2 separate regions of the Arabidopsis thaliana genome follow, and region 1 is linked to region 2. A link is a contact called in public capture Hi-C data. All regions are on one chromosome and are shown on one strand. Each heading gives the region's core, a stretch centred on a gene start, on an enhancer-like site or on the middle of the called end of the contact. The rest is flanking DNA. Distances are from core to core; before and after follow the strand shown.

Region 1 (5,554 bases), core at 2,516-5,015, 54 kb before region 2:
ACTAATCGTTAATTCGTAGTGTGCGCCTGGAAGAAGGAACGGTGAAGTCTTTACTAGAAGAAAAAGGAGTGGTCAAAGGAGTGACATACAAGAATAAAGAAGGCGAAGAAACAACAGCCTTGGCACCTCTCACTGTGGTATGCGACGGTTGCTACTCAAACCTTCGTCGGTCTCTTAATGATGACAACAATGTAAGGATGCTTCTTTAAACGAAAATACTACAATCTTTTCATATAAACGCTAATGGCATTGCACTTGTGTTATTCACTCTGATTTATTCAGTTAGTTAATAAGCATTAATGCGCTATAACTTGATACAGGCTGAGATTATGTCGTACATAGTTGGTTACATCTCAAAGAATTGTCGGCTTGAAGAACCCGAAAAGCTACACTTGATATTGTCTAAACCATCTTTCACCATGGTATACCAAATAAGCAGCACTGACGTTCGTTGTGGTTTTGAGGTTCTCCCCGAAAATTTTCCTTCTATTGCAAATGGTGAAATGTCTACTTTCATGAAGAATACTATAGTTCCTCAGGTACGCATTGAAAAAGAAACTAAACATATAAATACATATAACTAATTTGTTGTTACTTGTGCAAGTCATACCTAGATACATTCTAACATGTGCAAGAGTTCCATAACTCCATGCACAATATATATTCAATTAACATCTCTTACACTTATTTTTCAGGTACCTCCAAAACTCCGCAAAATATTTTTGAAAGGTATAGATGAGGGAGCACACATAAAAGTGGTGCCGGCAAAGCGCATGACATCTACTTTAAGCAAGAAGAAAGGTGTGATTGTATTGGGAGATGCATTCAATATGCGTCATCCAGTTGTTGCATCTGGAATGATGGTTTTACTGTCGGACATTCTCATTCTACGCCGTCTTCTTCAGCCATTAAGCAACCTCGGCGATGCAAACAAAGTCTCAGAAGTTATCAATTCCTTTTATGATATCCGCAAGGTGAGCATATGTACATATTAATCTTAAACATGAAAATTTGATTTGTTTTGAAACTAATACATGATTGTTTTATGGTGTCGTAAGCCAATGTCGGCGACGGTTAACACATTGGGAAATGCATTTTCTCAAGTACTAATTGGATCAACGGATGAAGCAAAAGAGGCAATGAGACAGGGTGTCTATGATTACCTTTGTAGTGGCGGGTTTCGTACGTCAGGGATGATGGCTCTGCTCGGCGGCATGAATCCTCGTCCTCTCTCTCTCGTCTATCATCTTTGTGCCATCACTCTATCCTCCATTGGCCAACTGCTCTCTCCATTTCCCTCTCCCCTTCGCATTTGGCATAGCCTCAAGCTTTTTGGTGTAAGTCAATATATCTCTCTATATATCAAGTAGATTTGTTTCCTTCTTTTTTTTCTACGCTTTTTTATATGCTAATTACTATTCGGAATTGATGTTTTTTTGGTTATGTATGTTTTATGTGAATCACTAGTTGGCCATGAAAATGTTGGTTCCCAATCTCAAAGCTGAAGGAGTTAGCCAAATGTTGTTTCCAGCAAATGCAGCCGCGTATCACAAAAGCTATATGGCTGCAACCACTCTCTAAACTTTGATGCTCTCAATCGCAATATATATGGAGCACGAATCTATGTGATTGTGCATTTGGTAAACGTGTATTGCAGTGCTTATAATTATTAGTATGTAACGGGGAAAAGTTCTAAACACAAAAAAATAAACTTTTGAATGTTATATGTGTGAATTATTTTTGTTGTTACAAGTAATGCTCTTTTTTTTTAGCTTCACACATGTATTATTGGAGCTAATTTTTTGTTTCTCTGTTCTTTTATTTTTGTTTTCTTACTGTATTTACTTTGAAAAGTTTCGTTTTATACATATTGGACATTTTTTAGTCATCCGGTCTTCATATACATTAGCACGACTCTGGCTAAACGTGTAAATGAAACTGAAACAGAAAATTACATGGTTAATCTGATATATATATCTGTTTTTAATTGCTTATTTAAAACTTTGATATAATACGATGACAACGTTCGTGCCTACTGAAACTATTTCTGATCAATTCTCTCTATATATATACCACTTCACTTTTCTGAATTCAGTTATAAACTATATCAGTTTTTCTTTTTTTGTCTAAAACTTATAAACTATATCATAGAGTAATTTATCACGCAATTAATCACTAAACCGTAATGGATATGGTTTTTCTGTACTTGTGGTTATGGATGCTACTCGCTTTCGTGTTGATGTGCGAGGTTGTTCCACGTCGCCAACCGGTCCTATCTTTCGATCTTGTTTAGCATCTTCGAAGCATCACATTAATGGTCTTTCTTGCTAAAGATCCATCTAGAAGCATGGGATCCTTATATTGCACTAAATGTCTATTTGTTCACAAGGAAATTGTTAACCCATAACTTTTGTAAAACCCATCACTTTTATTTATATATTCAAATTTTCACAGAGAAAAGGTGTATCAAATTTGCTCGTTCTTTTAATAAGTGCTTTGTCTTTTTGAATATAAATTGACATTTTCTTAAAAGAACAAATAAATAAGTGCTTTGTGTTCGTATATGCATACAAACCCAAAAGAAACCATGTGTATTTATTGAAATGACTAAATACGACTAGATTTTTAATGTGATTTTCCTATAAACAATAGTGTACCTCAGTACCTATATCTAGCTACGTAATATACACATGCACTATGTAAAACATGAGTCTTTACCGTGGAAGAGTTTTGATACTACATATAGATTAATACGTAAGTATATGTTACTTTGGTTTCCATGTATGTTTGTTTGTGAAATCGTGTACATAACAAACATGCACCAAAAATAGATGCATCATCTCTTCAAACGTTAAAGAAACCAGCATTAGCTAAAACGAAATTTGATTTGTGTCCGCATAGAAACTGGAGGAATACATTGTGAAAAATAATATGAAAAAATCTAAACTGTAGTATGCCTAAAATATCATTTCGTTTCATTACTCGAGGCCGGTCCAATGTTTCCAAAAGAATTTTGGATGTTTCATCCACAACTATAAGTTTTGTTCTTATGTTATAATGTGATTCTCTAAGCGATGGCTTCTTGTGTCTAACTGTAATAACCCGCTCTGTGGGACCCGCACATGTGGCCACTCTTTGTCATGTGCCATCCTGCGGGCTCTATAGCGCATCGACCCTAACCCCTCACCTTGGGCCACCAAAGCCCTAGGCCACCAAAGCCCACAAGTAGGTTATTGGTGCGCTTGGCGTTCCTCGAACCCAAGACCTCATCCTTTAACAACTTTCCCAAAGGACAAGCTGTTACCAATTGACTTGGGTTCGAGGAACGCCAAGCGCACCAATAACCTACCTGTGGGCTTTAGTGGCCCAAGGGCTTTGGTGACCCAGGGCTTTGGTAGCCCAAGGTGAGGGGTTAGGGTCGATGCGCTGCAGAGCTAACAGGATGCCACGTGGCAGAGAGTGGCCACGTGTGCGGGTCTCACGAGGCGGGTTGTTACACTAACTTCTGGACCGACCTTCTGTTATCAAACAATTGATTGATATATTCAGATTTAGCTAATTTCCTTACTATTTAAAATCGTCATTCAATATTTTCAAAGATGTCAATAATTTAAGCGGTACCTTCTATATACTAACAAAATCATTTATTAGGGTGGTCAATGTCTTGTGTTTGTATCTGAAATGTATATAAATATCATTTGTTTATGTCAACAATGAAAACGAGTTATGTGGACAACAGAAAAGATAACTTTATTGTGGTGATGCCACGTCCAAACTGATATAACTTTGCATTTTATAGGCATGTTTTACTCCTTTTATAGTAATCTAAACCATATTGAGAACTAGCTAATAGATATGGATATGGCCTTTACGCACGTTTGTCTATGGACGCTACTCGCCTTCGTGCTGACCTGGACGGTGTTCTACGTTACCAACAGGAAGAAGAAGGCGCCGGAATTGGCAGATGCGGCAGCAGAGGAGAGAAGAGACAGTGCTGCTGATGTTATCATCGTCGGGGCTGGAGTAGGTGGCTCGGCTCTCGCATATTCTCTTGCTAAGGTTTGTAAAGTGGCGTCATACTTTTGCAAAAATGATAGGAATAAGTTTAGTACTATATATGATTGTTTTTATTGTTTCATAGTAGAATTCTATTGCAATATTTTGGTTTTGCATAATGTATAACCTTATGCCTAATTTCCGATTATATATAGGACGGGCGCCGAGTACTTGCGATAGAGAGGGATATGAGAGAACCAGAGAGAATGATGGGTGAGTTTATGCAGCCAGGAGGACGACTCATGCTTTCTAAGCTTGGCCTTGAAGGTTGGTCTCTTTTAATTTAACTTTCGTTTATATTTACATTTACTTTTTATTTTTAATCGGAGAATCTAGAACCAAACTCTATACTAAATTAGAAACTGGTGACAAATCGAATAATTTTGTTATTAAAAATATAGTGTTCAACTATGATTTAAATCGCAGTAAAACTCTAACCATGATTCCAACTTCTTGATGAATTATTTTAGCTACTAGACCATGAGTTAGTTTACATTTGCGTTATAAAAATAAACAAATGTCTTAATTGGATGATCGATCGAATTTGTGCGTTTTTCAATTGTATGTTTAATGTGAATCACTAGTTGGCTTTGAAAATGTTGGTTCCCCATCTCAAGGCTGAGGGAGTTAGCGAAATGTTTTTTCCAGCAAACGCAGCCGCATATCGCAAAAGCTATATGGCCGCATCTGGTCTTTAAACATTGATGCTCTAAACAGCAACATACGTAAGCTTGTAAACTCGTTGAAATGTTATTGTAATGCTTAGCTTACATAATATTACTTAATGAGTTTCTTCCTTCTACTAGCTAACGCATTGGTTAAAAAGATCCGACTCAGGAAAAGTGAAATCCAAATCCTCTCAGATGAATCTATCCATTCTAACATGTTGTTTAAAATACATCCTCGAGAAAACAATCCTTCATTTTTTTTTTCTTTATATTAACCATTAACCAAAAAAAAGTATTAATATATAACAACAGGGGAAATTTCTACGAAAAGAAGAAAATTTAATAAAAATAAGAAGATTTCGTTTTGTGTTGAATGTTTGTGTACAATTTGTGGCTTTGATATATATTTTATTTTTTTGTAGAATTTGATATTGTTTTATTAGAGTATAGTGTAATATGTTTCTTATAACTATACTATAATAGAAATTATGAGAGAGAATTTACGAAAAATAGTATCCCATCAAATTGTTCCATATACTATAATTTAAATTTATTATTATATTTTTCAGTTTGATCATATATTAAATAATTTTAAGGTTTATGAAAGAATGAGTTTTCAACTAAAAATTTTAAATAAATTCTAAATCCTCATGTGGTCAAATGCGATCAATATAGGCCCTGTTTGTTTCTCCATCCAAATGGATCATCTGGATGAAAATGAAAAATGATGTTTGTTTTTTACAAATTAACAAATCATTTGGATGTTTCATCTGTTAAACTTAGGCTAATTTGTGAAACTCATTTGGATGGATTTGGTAGAACCATTTGGA
Region 2 (5,145 bases), core at 2,062-4,561:
TCAAAACGAAGTTGTTGTATAGCTTTCACGACTATACTGTGACAATCATGATTATATCCATATGGTGTTACAATGTAGGAAGTGAAGCTCATTGGGATAGATTCACTTGGTTTCGACCTTAGGATTTGCTCAGGAATGCAAATTGAGACATTACGGTTTGCATTCTCGATAAGGGTATGTCGATTTTCGTTTTCTATCTTCTTAGACTCTGATTAGTGAACAATGATAATACATACGATATCACTTAGATTAATGCGGCCTGATAACTCTGTGTTGCAGGCAACATCAGAACACAACGCTGAGGGACAGTTGAGAGAATTATTATTCGCTTCTACACCTTCCAAGCCGCAGAAACCAAAACAAACGAATCAAAAGGAATCTTAGAGTCTTAATAATGTAGCTACAAGAAACATATTCAAACTGCAATTTCTCGTGTATCAATGAAAGTGCCCTCACCAGTCAGACATGAACTAACACTCCTGCTAACGTTAAAGATCGTTTGTGGTCAGACAAGCAATTTCAAGGTTGGCTTATTGGAGATTGGTGTGTGTGTGTGTGTGTGGGGGGGGGGGGGGGGGGTCTCATGTTGTTTCATTGTTTTCCAATTAATTCTTGACACTGTTTATACATAAATATATGATCTTCAAGTCTAAGGGTTAATAGACTTATTAATTCTTCAAGTCTCTGGGTTAATATAGTTTATACAATTTATACAGAAGACCTTATTAATTCTTCAAGTCTCTGGGTTAAGAGAGCATTGAAATTTATCCCAATTTATACATAAATATATGATCTGTCCAAATAGTTTTACATAAATCTCATCTCTTTATCGTAACTCTTATTTTTGTATTTTGTCACTAATAACTTTTTTACATTCATAAAACCCACTTCAAAAGATTGTATCTTAGTTTAGTTGTTTAATTACATTTGTATTCATAAAGTGAGAATGAGAGACTCTCACACACCTAGAAAAAGGAAATACCGAGACAAGGACTATATCGTAATTATAAGGTTAGCTATTAACGAAAATAAAATCAGACAACGGCTAATTAGTTACTAATCACAGTAATTAAACAACTAAACTCAAAGAAAAAAGGAAACCCTAAATTTGATGTAAGCAGAGAGCGCAAGTATTATTATATAATGCAATAGAGACTCTCTCATTCTCAGTTTCTCTCAGATTCTCTAATTTCCTTGTGTCTCACGATTTGCTCTCAGAAGAACTTGAGTTTTCGATTCTATCAAAAATTCACAATGACTAGTATCTATCACGATGATGACGATCATCTCACGGCTTCAGGTAAAGACCTGTGGTCGAATTTCTGTGTACTGGTTGATGCGGCGGTTATGTTATATGAAGAAGAAGAAGAAGAACAACGTCGTAAGATTGTCTCTGAAGAAGAAGAAGAATTCCAGAAGAGAATCTTTTGTCTCTTCCCGAGAAAAACAAGATCGTCTTTGGTGAAGAGACAACAAAATCTTATTAGGGTTTCTACTTCTTCATCGCTTATCGATCTTAACCAGTTCCCTACCGATTCTGAGATCGAAGACCCACAAAACCATCTTCAAGGGCTATCCTCTTCATGTTTCATTGCCGCTAATTCCGAGACAAAAACATTACAAAACCCTAGTTCAGAACCTTGTTCTTCACTCGGACTCTTTGGTCACAAGACGGCTGAGTACCAAAAGACGGAGACGAAAGACCCACCAAACCCTAATTTCCCATGTACTATGTCTTTGTGCCTAATGGAGAACACAAGCCGCAAGAGACGTGCTGTGGAACAAAGGAAGCGTAGTGGTGGAGTCAAGAAAGCAAATGTTGCTCCTTTTTCACAAACGGCGAGAGAGACACCTGAGTGGCTTGTCAAGGTGATGACAAACATGAAAGAAGCCAAAGACGCTAAATTGATCTTTGAGAAGACTCTGTTCGTGACTGATGTAAACCCAACAAAGAACCGTCTCTCAATGCCTTTCAACAACTTACTCCGAAACGATTTCCTGACGTCTGTGGAGTCCATAATCATAAACGAAGACATCAACAACAATAACAAGATTGGAGTGGGAGCGATTCTCGTGGATCAACGGTGTAAAAAGTGGGGTGTGATGTTAAAGAGATGGGAGATGAAGAAGGAATCAGGTAAAGGAAGCTGGAGTTACAATTTGATTTGTGGGTGGAACGACATCGTTGAGGCTAACAGATTGAAAGAAGGCGACAACATTACTCTTTGGTCGTTTAGGTGCTGTGGAATCCTCTGCTTTGCCATGGAACAGAGTAGCTCTTCCCTTGCTCTCTGTCTCTGCTAAGTTTCTTGTGTCGGTTGAGACTATAACTTGATTGATCAACACGCACAGCGATCTAATTTCAGGAGATTCTGGACTTCTTTTTTGTCTAAGAGTTTGATTAAGAAAATTAGTGTTCCTTATTAGTAACTTGTTCCATATATTGTTTCAGATCATTATAACCGTATGTACTATAGTATGAAAACTTAGCATTTTTGACATGAATCTTGTTTGTTGTTTGGTCTACTTTAGTTACTGCATTGTTACCTTTCGATTCCTTGTAATATATCTCCAAGTCTTATTTTGTCTAATGAAATTGATCCAATCAATAAAAGTGTTTTTAATACATTCATTAGAAATGCTCGATACAATCAAAACCTGTGTTTTGTTCTACTCAGTAAGAATCTGATTTTGAAACTCAAGTATGAAGAGCAAAATGATCAAATCAGGAACCAAATTTGTTGCCAAGACAGGTTTTGCTACAATTGCTTCTTCAGCCACTTGAATAAGTACACCGTACTTGGACGTTGATTAGCTCGATTTTCTCAGCCTTAATAGCAAACACAACGTTTCGCTTCCGCACATCTATAAGATCTCGTTTTCTTGTCTAGGATCTTGTCAGTTTATGATTAATGTAGAAATTCTGAAACTACAATACAAAAATACAAATCCTAGGTGAATTATAGTTTCGAAAATCCATATTAAAAAAAAAAATCCATATAGATTATTTAAAATACACCAATCAAGTGTTGGTTATTTTCGGATTTTGAAAAAACCGTTAGGCAATTTGAAAGCAAAAACAAAAAAAAAATGATCTCTATAATCATACACTCATTCGAATTTCTCCTCAAATTTGTTAAACTTTCAGAAAACTGAATCGAACACAAGCAGGGATTGTTACAGCTTGTAGTACACGTCAAGTAATAAAGTCAACGCATTTCCTCAATCAAGAGAGCAACAGAGAAAGTCAACACGTTTAGTTTTAGGCTTTTAGCTCTACATTATTATCAGACCAAGTCTATAATCACTCAGAGAATAAAATGGTAAAATGGTCGGAGTTGCCACCGGAGATTCTCCACTTGATCTCCCTTAAAATCGACAATCCCTTTGATCTGATCCACTTTCGGTCAGTTTGTTCCTTTTGGCGATCCTCTAGTCTCCTCAAATTCAGACACATGACATCACTTAGATGTCCTCTTCCCCTTGATCCCGGCGGTTGTGGTGATGATTGCCATATCTTGAGCAGCCGTGTCTACCTTCTCAAGTGTCCTAATCGTGACCGTCCCCAATATTGGTAATAAAATCTGTTTCTTGTATTGATTCTTGAATCTTGATGATACATAGATGATAATTTTCTCCTGCCAGGATGTTTAAACTACAAGCTAAAGAGAATGGAGAAGTTGTTCTACATAGTTTGTTCTTAAGAAGAAACTCCTCTGCGTATGGATGCTTGTATCCAAGTCTATCTATTGATTTGCTCAATTGTCAAATCTTTGAGCTAGCGCAAGAACATGTGGCTTGTTACAGCGAATGGTTTGAATTATTTGAATGCATTTCAAAATGTGAAGAACGTATCGGATTTATGGGTCTAAACAGAGAGAAAAACGAATATATGATTCTAGGGAAGCTCTCATTCAATGGTCTCGCAATGTATAGGTCAGTCGATAACCGTTGGACTGAGCTCGAGATAACACCCGATTCATTTTTTGAAGGGATAGTTCCATTTAAAGGCAAGTTTTACGCGATAGATCGCACCGGAAAAACAACAGTGGTAGATCCAACACTAGAAGTGAATACATTTCAGCGGTCAAGACCTTGTGATAAGACAAGGAAACGTTGGGTAAGGAGACGACCAACATTTTTATATCTTGTATTTCATGCAACTTGGAACAAAACTAAAATTTACAAGTCTTTTTATTTCATTCGTTATCTCCAACAGCTTTTAATGACAGGGGACAAACTCATTCTCGTAGAGATGTGCACAAAGAGCCGATACGATTTTCACATACCAAATATCCGTGAGAAAAAGATATGGTTCGAAATATCAGAGTTAAACGAGGAAAGAAACGATTGGGATCAAGTGGAAGATATGGACGGTCGTGTGTTGTTCTTGGAGCATTATTGTACCTTCTCATGCTTGGCTACTGAAATTCCAGGGTTTAGGGCTAACTCTATAATCTTCATGGACTTGTGGGGAGGATCTAACTCATATGAACTTGAAAGCATTCTCGTGTATGAATTCAATGAGAAAGGCGTAAGATCTTTAAGAGATAAATTGGAGTATATAGAGCTGTTTCCATTTCCCCCTGGTTGGGTAATCTCCAACGGATAATTATATGACATTCACTAAAACATGCATGCCTTTTATTATTTTTGTTTTGTTTTGTATATACTATGATTTTCCTTTTGTATTTGACCAAAGTTTGGCTGCTAATTATAGTTCCATTTGTTATTATTGAAACTAGCTAGACCAAAGCATCCCCTAGGTGAACCAGTCGTCTATCATATACCGGAGATACGTTCGGAACACACATACATAAATGGTAGTGATCTAGCAGAATGTCTACTTCTCTGAAATTAAAGTTTTTATTTTGGCCGTAACTCCTGTTTCTTGTTTTCTCATTTTGTTTGCAAATTTAGAATTTTTTGAATTTTCTTAGGCAATTTGTTTTGTATCTTAAATTTTCAAGTTGCATTGCATTAGCCATGAGGGGTCATTTTTGGGCCGGCAACTAGAAGATGCCAGCTTTAAGGACTCAGTGACTCACACAACTCTAAAAGAAACAGCAATTATCAAGTCATATGGGTCCACGGCCATTCATATTACAGCTTCATATATTATCAAAACCTATTCACCTTTTCACC

Evidence for each region. Capture Hi-C pulls out chosen DNA fragments and counts their contacts.
Region 1: a contact with region 2 is called in a capture Hi-C map of shoot, with 2.2 times the contacts expected there. The contact joins the promoter of AT5G24155 here to the promoter of AT5G24040 in region 2. A contact is called at or near these places in 2 of 3 other capture datasets (root and shoot).

The regions. Positions count from the first base shown.
Region 1 is chr5:8,179,318-8,184,871 of TAIR10.1, reverse strand. AT5G24155 (FAD/NAD(P)-binding oxidoreductase family protein) reads left to right here and starts at 3,765. Exons shown (of 3, transcript NM_147909.3): 1 at 3,765-4,059; 2 at 4,212-4,323; 3 at 4,705-5,169. The coding sequence starts at 3,856. The coding sequence ends at 4,754. It overlaps SQE6 (squalene monooxygenase 6), which reads left to right. Exons shown (of 8, transcript NM_122321.5): 4 at 20-191; 5 at 321-539; 6 at 696-974; 7 at 1,059-1,337; 8 at 1,468-1,955. The coding sequence ends at 1,581.
Region 2 is chr5:8,125,512-8,130,656 of TAIR10.1, reverse strand. AT5G24040 (F-box SKIP23-like protein (DUF295)) reads left to right here and starts at 3,311. Exons shown (of 3, transcript NM_122309.2): 1 at 3,311-3,574; 2 at 3,646-4,120; 3 at 4,220-4,708. The coding sequence starts at 3,321. The coding sequence ends at 4,612. AT5G24050 (plant-specific B3-DNA-binding domain protein (DUF313)) reads left to right here and starts at 1,255. Exons shown (of 1, transcript NM_122310.1): 1 at 1,255-2,304. The coding sequence starts at 1,255. The coding sequence ends at 2,304. It overlaps AT5G24060 (Pentatricopeptide repeat (PPR) superfamily protein), which reads left to right. Exons shown (of 11, transcript NM_001203447.1): 10 at 79-174; 11 at 280-678. The coding sequence ends at 384.